Regions from separate parts of the Xenopus tropicalis genome. Here region 1 is linked to region 2. The links are chromatin contacts, called in public Hi-C maps. All regions are on one chromosome and are shown on one strand. The core of a region is the stretch at or near the end of the contact, and the rest is flanking DNA. Distances in the headings are between cores, read along the strand shown. Region 1 holds the start of cfap45 (cilia and flagella associated protein 45). Region 2 overlaps igsf9 (immunoglobulin superfamily member 9).

Region 1 (4,830 bases), core at 53-2,552, 68 kb before region 2:
TTATTATTTTTATATACAGTTTGGTCACTTCCCTATGGGACCAAACCTTAAATTATATCCTTATAAATGGTGCTTAGTGATGTCATCAGTTATAATCGGAGCTTAGTGATGCCATTTCTGTCACATGACTCACTAAACTTGTGTATTATAATAAATGAAGTACCCCCTATTGTAACATATAGGGATATTATAAGTCACTAAGGCGTTCTATGACCTGTATAAAAGCACTCAGTCTTCGGCTTTGTACCTTTATATGGCCATGGAACCCCTCTGTGACTTATAATATCCCTATATGTTACAATAGGGGGTACTTTATTCACTATATAATATACAGGAACCATAAATACCCTTTATATGGCCATGGAACCCCTCTGTGCCTTATAATATCCCTATATGTTACAATAGGGGGTACTTTATTCACTATATAATATACAGGAGCCACAAATACCCTCTATATGGCCATGGAACCCCTGTGTGACTTATAATATCCCTATATGTTACAATAGGGGGTACTTTATTCACTATATAATATACAGGAACCATAAATACCCTTTATATGGCCATGGAACCCCTCTGTGCCTTATAATATCCCTATATGTTACAATAGGGGGTACTTTATTCACTATATAATATACAAGAGCCACAAATAACCTTTATATGGCCATGGAACCCCTCTGTGCCTTATAATATCCCTATATGTTACAATAGGGGGTACTTTATTCACTATATAATATACAGGAGCCACAAATACCCTTTATATGGCCATGGAACCCCTCTGTGACTTATAATATCCCTATATGTTACAATAGGGGGTACTTTATTCACTATATAATATACAGGAGCCACAAATAACCTTTATATGGCCATGGAACCCCTCTGTGCCTTATAATATCCCTATATGTTACAATAGGGGGTACTTTATTCACTATATAATGTACAGGAGCCACAAATAACCTTTATATGGCCATGGAACCCCTCTGTGCCTTATAATATCCCTATATGTTACAATAGGGGGTACTATTCACTATATTATTATTATGCCCCTTAGGGAGTCACACATTAACCCTTCGCAGGCACAAATGTCAGTTCACAAGTACAATGGCAGAGCAGGGGCATTATAAATGACCCCTCATAGCTAATATACATGTATATAGTACTCACCATATATACAGAGAGACCCACAACACATATTAATTAGTGTAATATACAGTACATAAGCACCATAAGACTCACACACACAGACTATTTCTATACACACAGACACCTGCCCCTCACCATGTCTGCTCTCTGCCTGCAGCGCTCCACACTCTTTCAGTGTTGTCTGGTTGCCAAGGTAACCGCTACTTCCCAGCCAATAACGGTGCCCATGGAAACCGCAGAGTAACAGGAAGTGACGTACGGGGAGAGCTTGCCTGACGCTGGTACAGGTAATTGTAGGGAACTACTGTTGCTTGGAGTTGGCACAAGGAATTGTGGGAAATTATTGGTCTGTGTTGTGGAACTGGCGCAAGGAATTGTGGGGAATTACTGCTCTGAGGCTTGGAGCTGGCACAAGAAATTGTGGGGAATTATTGGTCTGTGCTGTGGCTTCGAGCTGGCGCAAGGAATTGTGGGAAATTATTTGTCTGTGCTGTGGCTTCGAGTTGCGCAAGGAATTGTGGGGAATTGTTGGTCTGTGCTGTGGCTTCGAGCTGGCGCAAGGAATTGTGGGAAATTATTTGTCTGTGCTGTGGCTTGGAGCTGCGCAAGGAATTGTGGGGAATGGTTCCTCTGTGAGAGGGAAAGTTGTGCAGCTAGGTGTGTGCGGCACGGTGTATAGTAAAGTGGATATATCCCCTTTGTTCATAGAAACACAATGCACATGTGAATAGTAACATGTATGTGTCTTTGATTTATTTTTTAATTAAAGTTAAAGTGAAGTTAAAAATTATGAAATTGTCTAAAAGCTTTAGTTCAAGCAGTGGTGTAACTAGAGGCGTACTGACTCCCCCCCCCCCCTATAAGAGCAGCTAGCAGCCATATTGGGGCACTTTTCTGCACTAGAAGTAATAGGGCATGTGTGGTGAGGGGATGAGTGCCCTAACTGGCAGCAGCTACTGCCTACTCACAGCTGTCAGTGTTGCTTCCCCCACCTGGAATGGCAGCTCAGGTACAGGGACTATTTGCCAGCTGATATAATGATCATACTTTGTATATTCAATCATCAGCTCATTAACAATGAAAATGTTTAAACCTCAGAATGATCGTTATGTGTTTTTGACCGTTTTGTAAGATTGTGCTGAAATTGGTCAGAGAAAAATCCTTACATGTATGGCCGGCTTGAAGGGCACCTATCACCCCTATATTGTTTCCCCCACCAGAGGTGCGGCCTAATGGAGCCTGGACTCCAGTTGGGGGGAAACAATAGTTTTTTTTAAGACATAACTCCTTGCACTGGGCAACAGGGTTGGACTGGGGGGTGCAGGGCCCAATGGGGCTCCGCACCCCCCAAGGTGCCTCCTCCGGGCGCACCCCTACCCCCCCCCTTGCAGAGGCCCCTGTCCAATGTCCTCCCCTGAATGCATGTATGTGAAACCTGTCACGGGAGGACATTGGAGGCCAGAGGAAGCTGCAATAGGGTCGGTCTGGGGCCCACCAGGTATTTTCCGGATGTCCCGGTGGCCCAGTCCGACCCTGCTGGGTATGCATGGGGAATTTCTGGGTTTTCCGTACCTTGGCTGATATAAGCTGCTTATTCCTATTTCTCCGGACCAAATTGGCAGCTTATTGGCCCATACATGGGGCCACCCTGACCACTATCTAGCCAGTGGGTTAGATAATCAGTGGTACATTAGTCTCCATAAGTGGCATTTAGTCAGCCCACGATTAAGTGCCCCTTGGGCATGAAATGCGTAGGGTTTATGGAGATTATGTAGCTTTGAATAAAAGTATTTTTTAATTTTGCGACCCCTGTGTAGATCCTAGAGTGCCTGCCTATATGCCTATATTAAAGTTGTCTTTGCTTTAAGCACCCTGTGCTAAGCGTCTGGGGCTGTTGCACCAAGGCCACCACCATTATATATGGGCTCCCCAACCACCAGGCCACCTCTGGTCCCAATTACCTGTGATCCCAGCTCCCCAGTGTGTTACACATACAAGGGCAATAGCAATGCAAAGCCCAGGGAGCTTTCTACTAATCACAACAAGGATCTATTGCTCTTCTATATTTATTTGTATACCATACCTCCCAACATTTGAAAAATGAAAAGAGGGACAAAAAGACTTGCCGCGCGCAGCGCGGCAAAATCTTTTGGCCACGCCCCAATTGCCACACCCCATTTTTAAAATAGTTAAAATAGTGCCCACGATGGCCCAATAGAAAGCACCCCATAGAAAGTACCCTCCATACACAATGCCCCCATAGAAAGTGCCCCTCCTTACACAGTGCCCCCCCATACACAGTGCCCCCATACACAGTGCCCCCCATACACAGTGCCCCCCATACACAGTGCCCCCCATACACAGTGCCCCCATACACAGTACCCCATACACAGTGCCCCCATACACAGTGCCCCCCATACACAGTACCCCATACACAGTAGCCCTCCTTACACAGTGCCCCCCCATACAGTGCCCCCAATACACAGTAGCCCTCCTTACACAGTGCCCCCCCATACAGTGCCCCCAATACACAGCAGCCCTCCTTACACAGTGTCCCCCATACACAGTGCCCCCCCCATACACAGTGCCCCCCCATACACAGTAGCCCCCCCCATACACAGTAGCCCTCCTTACACAGTGTCCCCCCATACACAGTTCCCCCCCCATACACAGTAGCCCTCCTTACACAGTGTCCCCCCATACACAGTTCCCCCCCCCATACACAGTAGCCCTCCTTACACAGTGTCCCCCATACACAGTTCCCCCCCATACACAGTAGCCCTCCTTACACAGTGTCCCCCCCATACACAGTTCCCCCCCATACACAGTGCCCCCCCATACACAGTAGCCCTCCTTACACAGTGTCCCCCCCATACACAGTTCCCCCCCATACACAGTGTCCCCCCCATACACAGTTCCCCCCCATACACAGTTCCCCCCCATACACAGTAGCCCTCCTTACACAGTGTCCCCCCCATACACAGTTCCCCCCCATACACAGTGCCCCCCCATACACAGTAGCCCTCCTTACACAGTGTCCCCCCCCATACACAGTTCCCCCCCATACACAGTGCCCCCCCCATACACAGTAGCCATCCTTACACAGTGTCCCCCCATACACAGTTCTCCCCATACACAGTAGCCCTCCTTACACAGAGCCCCCCATACACAGAGCCCCCCCATACACAGTGCCCCCCCATACACAGTAGCCCTCCTTACACAGAGCCCCCCATACACAGAGCCCCCCCATACACAGTGCCCCCATACAGTGCCCCCCATACACAGTACCCCCCCAATTGCCCCCATAGTGAGTACCTCATACGTAGCTGCCCCCATAGACTTCTTGGGCTCCTCGTAAGGCGGCGACAGGTCCTTTTATAAGGTTGCGCCCGTGCGTACATGTGACGTCACACGTGCGCACAGGCGCAACCTTATAAAAGGACCTGTCGCTGCCGTACGAGGAGCCAAATAAGGAGCGGAAGCCCAAGAAGAAGGAGCCAGAGCGCTCCGCTGTAGCCAGCACGTCCCGCTGGCCTGGATAGTTTAATGAATGTTCTGCATTCTGAATGCGGGACATTCATTGAACAATCCGGGACTGTCCCGGGGGTATGGTATACTAGATATACAACTGATATTCTGTGTATAACCGCAGCTGGTCAGTTTTGAGGTATAGCCTGATATTTATTTTAG
Region 2 (5,258 bases), core at 222-2,721:
CGCGTCGGCTCATTGATGTGGTCCCCGGACCGACTTTGCCCCAAGGCCAAACGATCTAATTAGCCTGGATTCTCCCGATATCGCCCACCCGTAGGTGGGGATATCGGGAGAAGATCCGCAGTGGTGACCTTAAGGATAAAATAACAGAACCCCCCCCATATAAATAGGGTATTTAGTACAACTCACTTTGCCTTTTCACCTCTCCCTCTTCGACAGTGGAGATGGGCCGGCCTCCGTTAGTGCTGCGGTAAACCTGTAGGGCGTCCAGCAAATCTGCTTCCAAAGTAAACTCCGAGTCCCACTCGTAATTCTCGTCCACTGACGTGTTCCGCCTATGGACAAAGGCACGGGAAGTTAATATAGGATATCATCAGTCAGGTGACTTGCCCACCTTATGTGGCTTAAGTGCCACATTGCATAGAACAGTGGTTCTCAACCTTCCTAATGCCGCGACCCTTTAATTCCTCATGTTGTGGTGACCCCCAACCATAAAATTATTCCTAAGACCATCGGAGGGTTGTTCAACCCCCAAAGGGGTCCGGACCCACAGGTTGAGAATCATTTGCATAGAACAATAGACGTAGGACTTCCCCTTTAAATTGTATGAATGCATATGGGGGGGGGGGGCAGGCATAGGAAGAGGAAACGAATTGGTTATCAGCCCCCTACCTCACCTGTTGCTTATAGTGGCCAATAGGGAATCCTTTCTGTGCCTGTAGTCGTCGGCACTCGATCCCTGGGATCCGCCGCCACTGTGCCAGCTGGATGTTTCACCTAGCGGTGAGTTGAGGTAGCTGCCCCCCACAGATTGTGCCAGTGAGGGGGGCCTGAGGAAGGACACGCTCCCCCTGCCACTGCTCTGACTGGTGAGGCTACTCCTCATCACTTTCTCGGAGCCGTGCAGAAAGAGAGATTTGTCCAACGGCGCCCGTTGCTTATCCAGGGCCTGGAAGTCGGTGAACACTGAGAGGGGCTGGTCCTTCAGCGGGCACTCACAGTCAGAAGGCAAGTGGCCCTCGGCTCTGCTGTCCAAGGGAACTTCTCCGGCCCCCCAGGGCGCTCTCTGGCCTACCTTTAAACGCTCGGAGTTCTCGGGGGGGTGAGCCCACATGAAGCTTCCTGGCAGAACAGCTTTAGCGGGCCCCAAGTTGGGCTCCGGGGGTTTCAAGAAGGACTTTCCAGGCACGGATAGCTCTTGCTTACTAGTAACGTAATCAAGAGGCAACAATGTGTGGGGAACGCACGGGGTCTCTAGATTCCGAACCCCACTCCTTCCTTCCACGTCCATTAACGTCCTATCCTCTAGAGCTACTGCACTCGGGGGGTCCTGCTCGGCGGCCCCCAGGGAATTGTGCTCGGAGCTCTTAGTCTGGTGTTTGTCCTCCTCAGCGGGCCACTCTCCGTCCACGCTCATCTCCTTGAAGAAAGGGAGGCTGAGGTATTGCAGAATGCCGCTCTGAGTGGACAGGCTGTGCCTCAGGCGACTCTCTGCCTCGTTGCCCCCTAGTGGCTTCTGTAACAACGAGGACGGTTCTCTCCCTACGCCGCTCAGCGCTGAGTAACCGTCATGTTCGGAACCTTTGAGGGTATAAATGGTCCTTTCTAGGTCCCCTTCGGCCTGGGCAGAATCTCTGCATCGGGCCTCCTCGATGTTAGCGTAGGGAAGGGGCACAGAGGACGTCACGGGGCTGATGTTTGAAATGCGGAAAGGTATGGCTTCTTCCAGGGGGCTACTGCTGCAGCCAAAGTACCTTCCTCGGCGGTACCCAGAATCTCTGGCCTCCTTTCTGGCCTGGCCTGTAGCTTGGGGTCTCATCTTGACGTCATCCCTCCATGACACTGCGCCCCCCTCAGGCAGCTGGCAAGCTTGCAGGTATGTCTTGACCTGTGAGCACTGACTCAGGTCTGACGAATCCCTAGCATTGAATTCTGGGTACAGGTCGGTTTCGGTTACATACGGGAAGCCTCTGAGGTTCCCAGACGACATCTCGGTCTCCACCACAAAGCGACCGTCTGGCCCTCGGCTGATCCTTTCCAAGGGCAGGGCATCTCCGATATGAGACTCGTATATGGTGTACTTTCCGCCGGCGGTTATGCCCACGCTGTTCCCCGGTCTGTCGGCCACCTGTAGAGACCGGCGCAGGCTATTATAGGGGGACGCGTGTAGCTTGACCCTCATAAGACTGTCGGGGCTGTTAGAGCCATTAGAATTTCTGGGGGACACAAACAACAAATAAAGTCATTCATACCTCCCTAAATCCAAAAGAACCATTAAAAAGAGGGGGGGGGGGGGTGAAAATATGGCTACTGTCGCAGTGATATGTACAAAGCTGGTAGAGAACATATCGCCATCTTTGAACATATCCGCCCATGTATCTATTACCGATATATTAGGGATGGATTCAATCCTTCATTGACCTTGGAGACGTATCGATACCAAGAATGGTTTTTAGGTGGCCCTACTTATGGGCTTGGTGACCATCAAATCCAAAAGTTGGTGGTCTTCAACCAAGAGAAGGTTAGCTGCCAAGGGCTTATTAGATCCAGTCACCCACTCCTGGTGGTATCTGGGTATTTGTTGGATCATTTTAATTGGTTGTCATTGGATTCAGAGGTGAACGGGGCAACACAAGGATTGAGTCCATCCCTAGTACAGGTTCTAGGTGCGTTGTAGTGAGAAGACACCATGAGTTTGATCATGAAGACACCATGATACATACAACTTACACAGAGCATCCTCAACCCACCTCACTTTACCCCCCCTGATAGGCCATCCCACTAAGTATTCTACAGTTGTACCCAAAAGAGAGAGAGCACTCGATGGGGGAGGCACTCATGGAAAATGCCAGAGACTTTAAGCATGAGATGAGTGGACAGGAGGTGACATCATGGGCATGGAGACACTTACTGTGAAGGAGAAGCTTTCTTGGGTTGGGAGAAGACCATTGGTGTATCTGGAAGGTTATGAGAACACAACAGGGAATCAAATGCGGAAAACAACTTGTGACAATGTGACCTATTCACCAACTCTAAAGTAACCCAATATCGTGGGTAGGAACCAGCAGCACCTGGGGTATGGTATGGGCCCCCCCTCTGCCCCAACCTCTGGGGACTGTAGGATAAGTCTGGCCCCCATTAATCACACCATCTTAACTCAAACCCAGCCCATCCAAAATCATATCAAAGCCCTTGCCTAGAGAATGGTTGGACGGGGTGCTGCCGCTCTATTGGCCATATTCACCCAAAAGTAGGAGAAGAAGTGTCTGTATCCCAATATACACCATACCCTGCCATTGCCTGACCATGGGAAAGAGAGCAGCCCAAGTACTGATACCCAATATCTTTACTGGGAGGAGCCTGCATTCCTTTTCCCCCAGGTGGTTCCTTAGGGGGAGGTTCCTGCCTGCCCATGGGAAAGAGAGCAGCATAGGATCAGGAAGTACTAAGAATCCATTTCTTTAGTTGGACTAGTAGTGGGAGGAGCCTGGATTCCCTCCTTAGGGGGAGGTTCCTGCCTGACCATGGGAAAGAGAGCAGCCCAGGATCAGGAAGTGCTGATACCCAATATCTTCACTGGGAAAAGCCTGCATTTATATCCCTGAGGGTGGTTCCTGTCTGACCATGGGAAAGGGAGCAGCGTAGGATCAGGAAGTACTAAGAATCCATTTCTTTACTTGGACTAGTAGTGGGAGGAGCCTGAATTCACTTCTTAGGGGGAGGTTCCTGCCTGACCATGGGAAAGAGAGCAGTTCAGGATCAGGAAGTACTAAGAGTCCATTTCTTTAGTTGGACTAGTAGTGGGAGGAGCCTGGATTCACTTTCACAGAAGGGGGTTCTTTCCTGACAATGGTTGAGAGCAGTGAATGCTCAGGAAGTACCGAAAATTCAATCTCTCTACCAGGAAGCAGTGAGAAGCGTCTACACCTGGGAGGAGCCTGGATTCCCTCCTTAGGGGGAGGTTCCTGCCTGACCATGGGAAAGAGAGCAGCGTAGGATCAGGAAGTACTAAGAATCCATTTCTTTAGTTGGACTAGTAGTGGGAGGAGCCTGGATTCCCTCCTTAGGGGGAGGTTCCTGCCTGACCATGGGAAAGAGAGCAGCGTAGGATCAGGAAGTACTAAGAATCCATTTCTTTAGTTGGACTAGTAGTGGGAGGAGCCTGGATTCCCTCCTTAGGGGGAGGTTCCTGCCTGACCATGGGAAAGAGAGCAGGATCAGAAAGTAATGAAAATGAAATTGCTCTACCAGGAGAATTCAGGTTCTGTAGAGGGGTCAGTACTGGGAAAAGACTGGGTTCCCTACTCAGGGGAGAGTCCTGCCTGATCATAGGGAAGAGAGCAGCCCACGGATCAGGAATTACTGGGAAATGAATCTCTGTACTAGGAAGCACTGAGAATGTAATCACTATACCTGGGTCACAACTGAGAGAAGCCTGAATTTACCTACTCAGGGGAAGGTTCCTGCCGACCACGGGGAAGAGAGCAGCCCACAGATCAGGAAGTACAAACAATCCAATCTCTGTATCTGGGTCAGTACTGGGAAAAACTGGAATCCGCTAACTCGGGGGATTGTTAGTGCAAAATTACTCTCTGTTGTTTTTATTCTGCAGACTGAAACGGGGGGGCTGCCATTTCTAGGAAATGCTTCATTCAAATTCCCCATGATGTAAAGCAGGCCGGTCCATCCGCAGGGGCCACTAGCGATTATACAGCCCCCCAGCCTGTTTAAGGACCCCACATACTTGTATGACCCCCCCCCCCCAGGCCTTACAGTCTCTGTAATGCATTTAGATCAAGTCCAACATCACTTTGTAAATTTCCCCCCCCTTCCCTGTCTCCAAATGGGACAGTCCACTACATGGTTTCTAGGATGGAAGGTGCATGCAGGGAAAGTCCACAAGCATTGGGGGGGGGGGGCAGTTACATGAGGCGAATGGAAGGATGCAGGACAGATAGGGTCAAGGAGAAATGGAAGAGCGGAATGTCAGCATTGCCGTGGCACAGAACTAACACTCACACGCGATGGGCTAGTGCCCAAGGTGGCGCCAACAGGTGGTGGGGAGACAGATTGCTACAGCAAGGACGGGGCTACTCATTTAGAAAGGTGCAGTCACTTCAATTCCTGGACATATTCCCAAATCCGGCTAATAGGCAGTTTGGGGGTTAAGGGGAGCTACCTGGAAGCTTGCCCCCCCCCCATATATATATATATGAGCAGTGTCCGTTCCATACCTTGCTGCCTGCGCTTGAGGCGGCGCC

What was found. Hi-C and Micro-C count contacts between places; a contact is called where the count stands out from the background.
Region 1: a contact with region 2 is called in a Hi-C map of gastrula embryo, with 4 times the contacts expected there. The contact joins the promoter of cfap45 here to the enhancer-like site in region 2. A contact is called at or near these places in 5 of 5 Hi-C or Micro-C datasets (brain, gastrula embryo, liver and 2 more).

Annotation. Positions count from the first base shown.
Region 1 is chr8:138,462,967-138,467,796 of UCB_Xtro_10.0, reverse strand. cfap45 (cilia and flagella associated protein 45) reads right to left here and starts at 1,302. Exons shown (of 12, transcript NM_203932.1): 1 at 1,276-1,302.
Region 2 is chr8:138,394,849-138,400,106 of UCB_Xtro_10.0, reverse strand. igsf9 (immunoglobulin superfamily member 9) reads right to left here. Exons shown (of 20, transcript NM_001097171.1): 16 at 5,232-5,258; 17 at 2,909-2,954; 18 at 675-2,213; 19 at 187-332. Among named protein-coding and RNA genes, the nearest start is that of igsf9, 38 kb to the right of the region's middle. Within about 2 kb of position 1,471, at least 2 of the 11 cell types and tissues checked have an H3K27ac peak or open chromatin away from gene starts, as enhancers often do. A contact at or near this core is called in gastrula embryo, where this site is marked.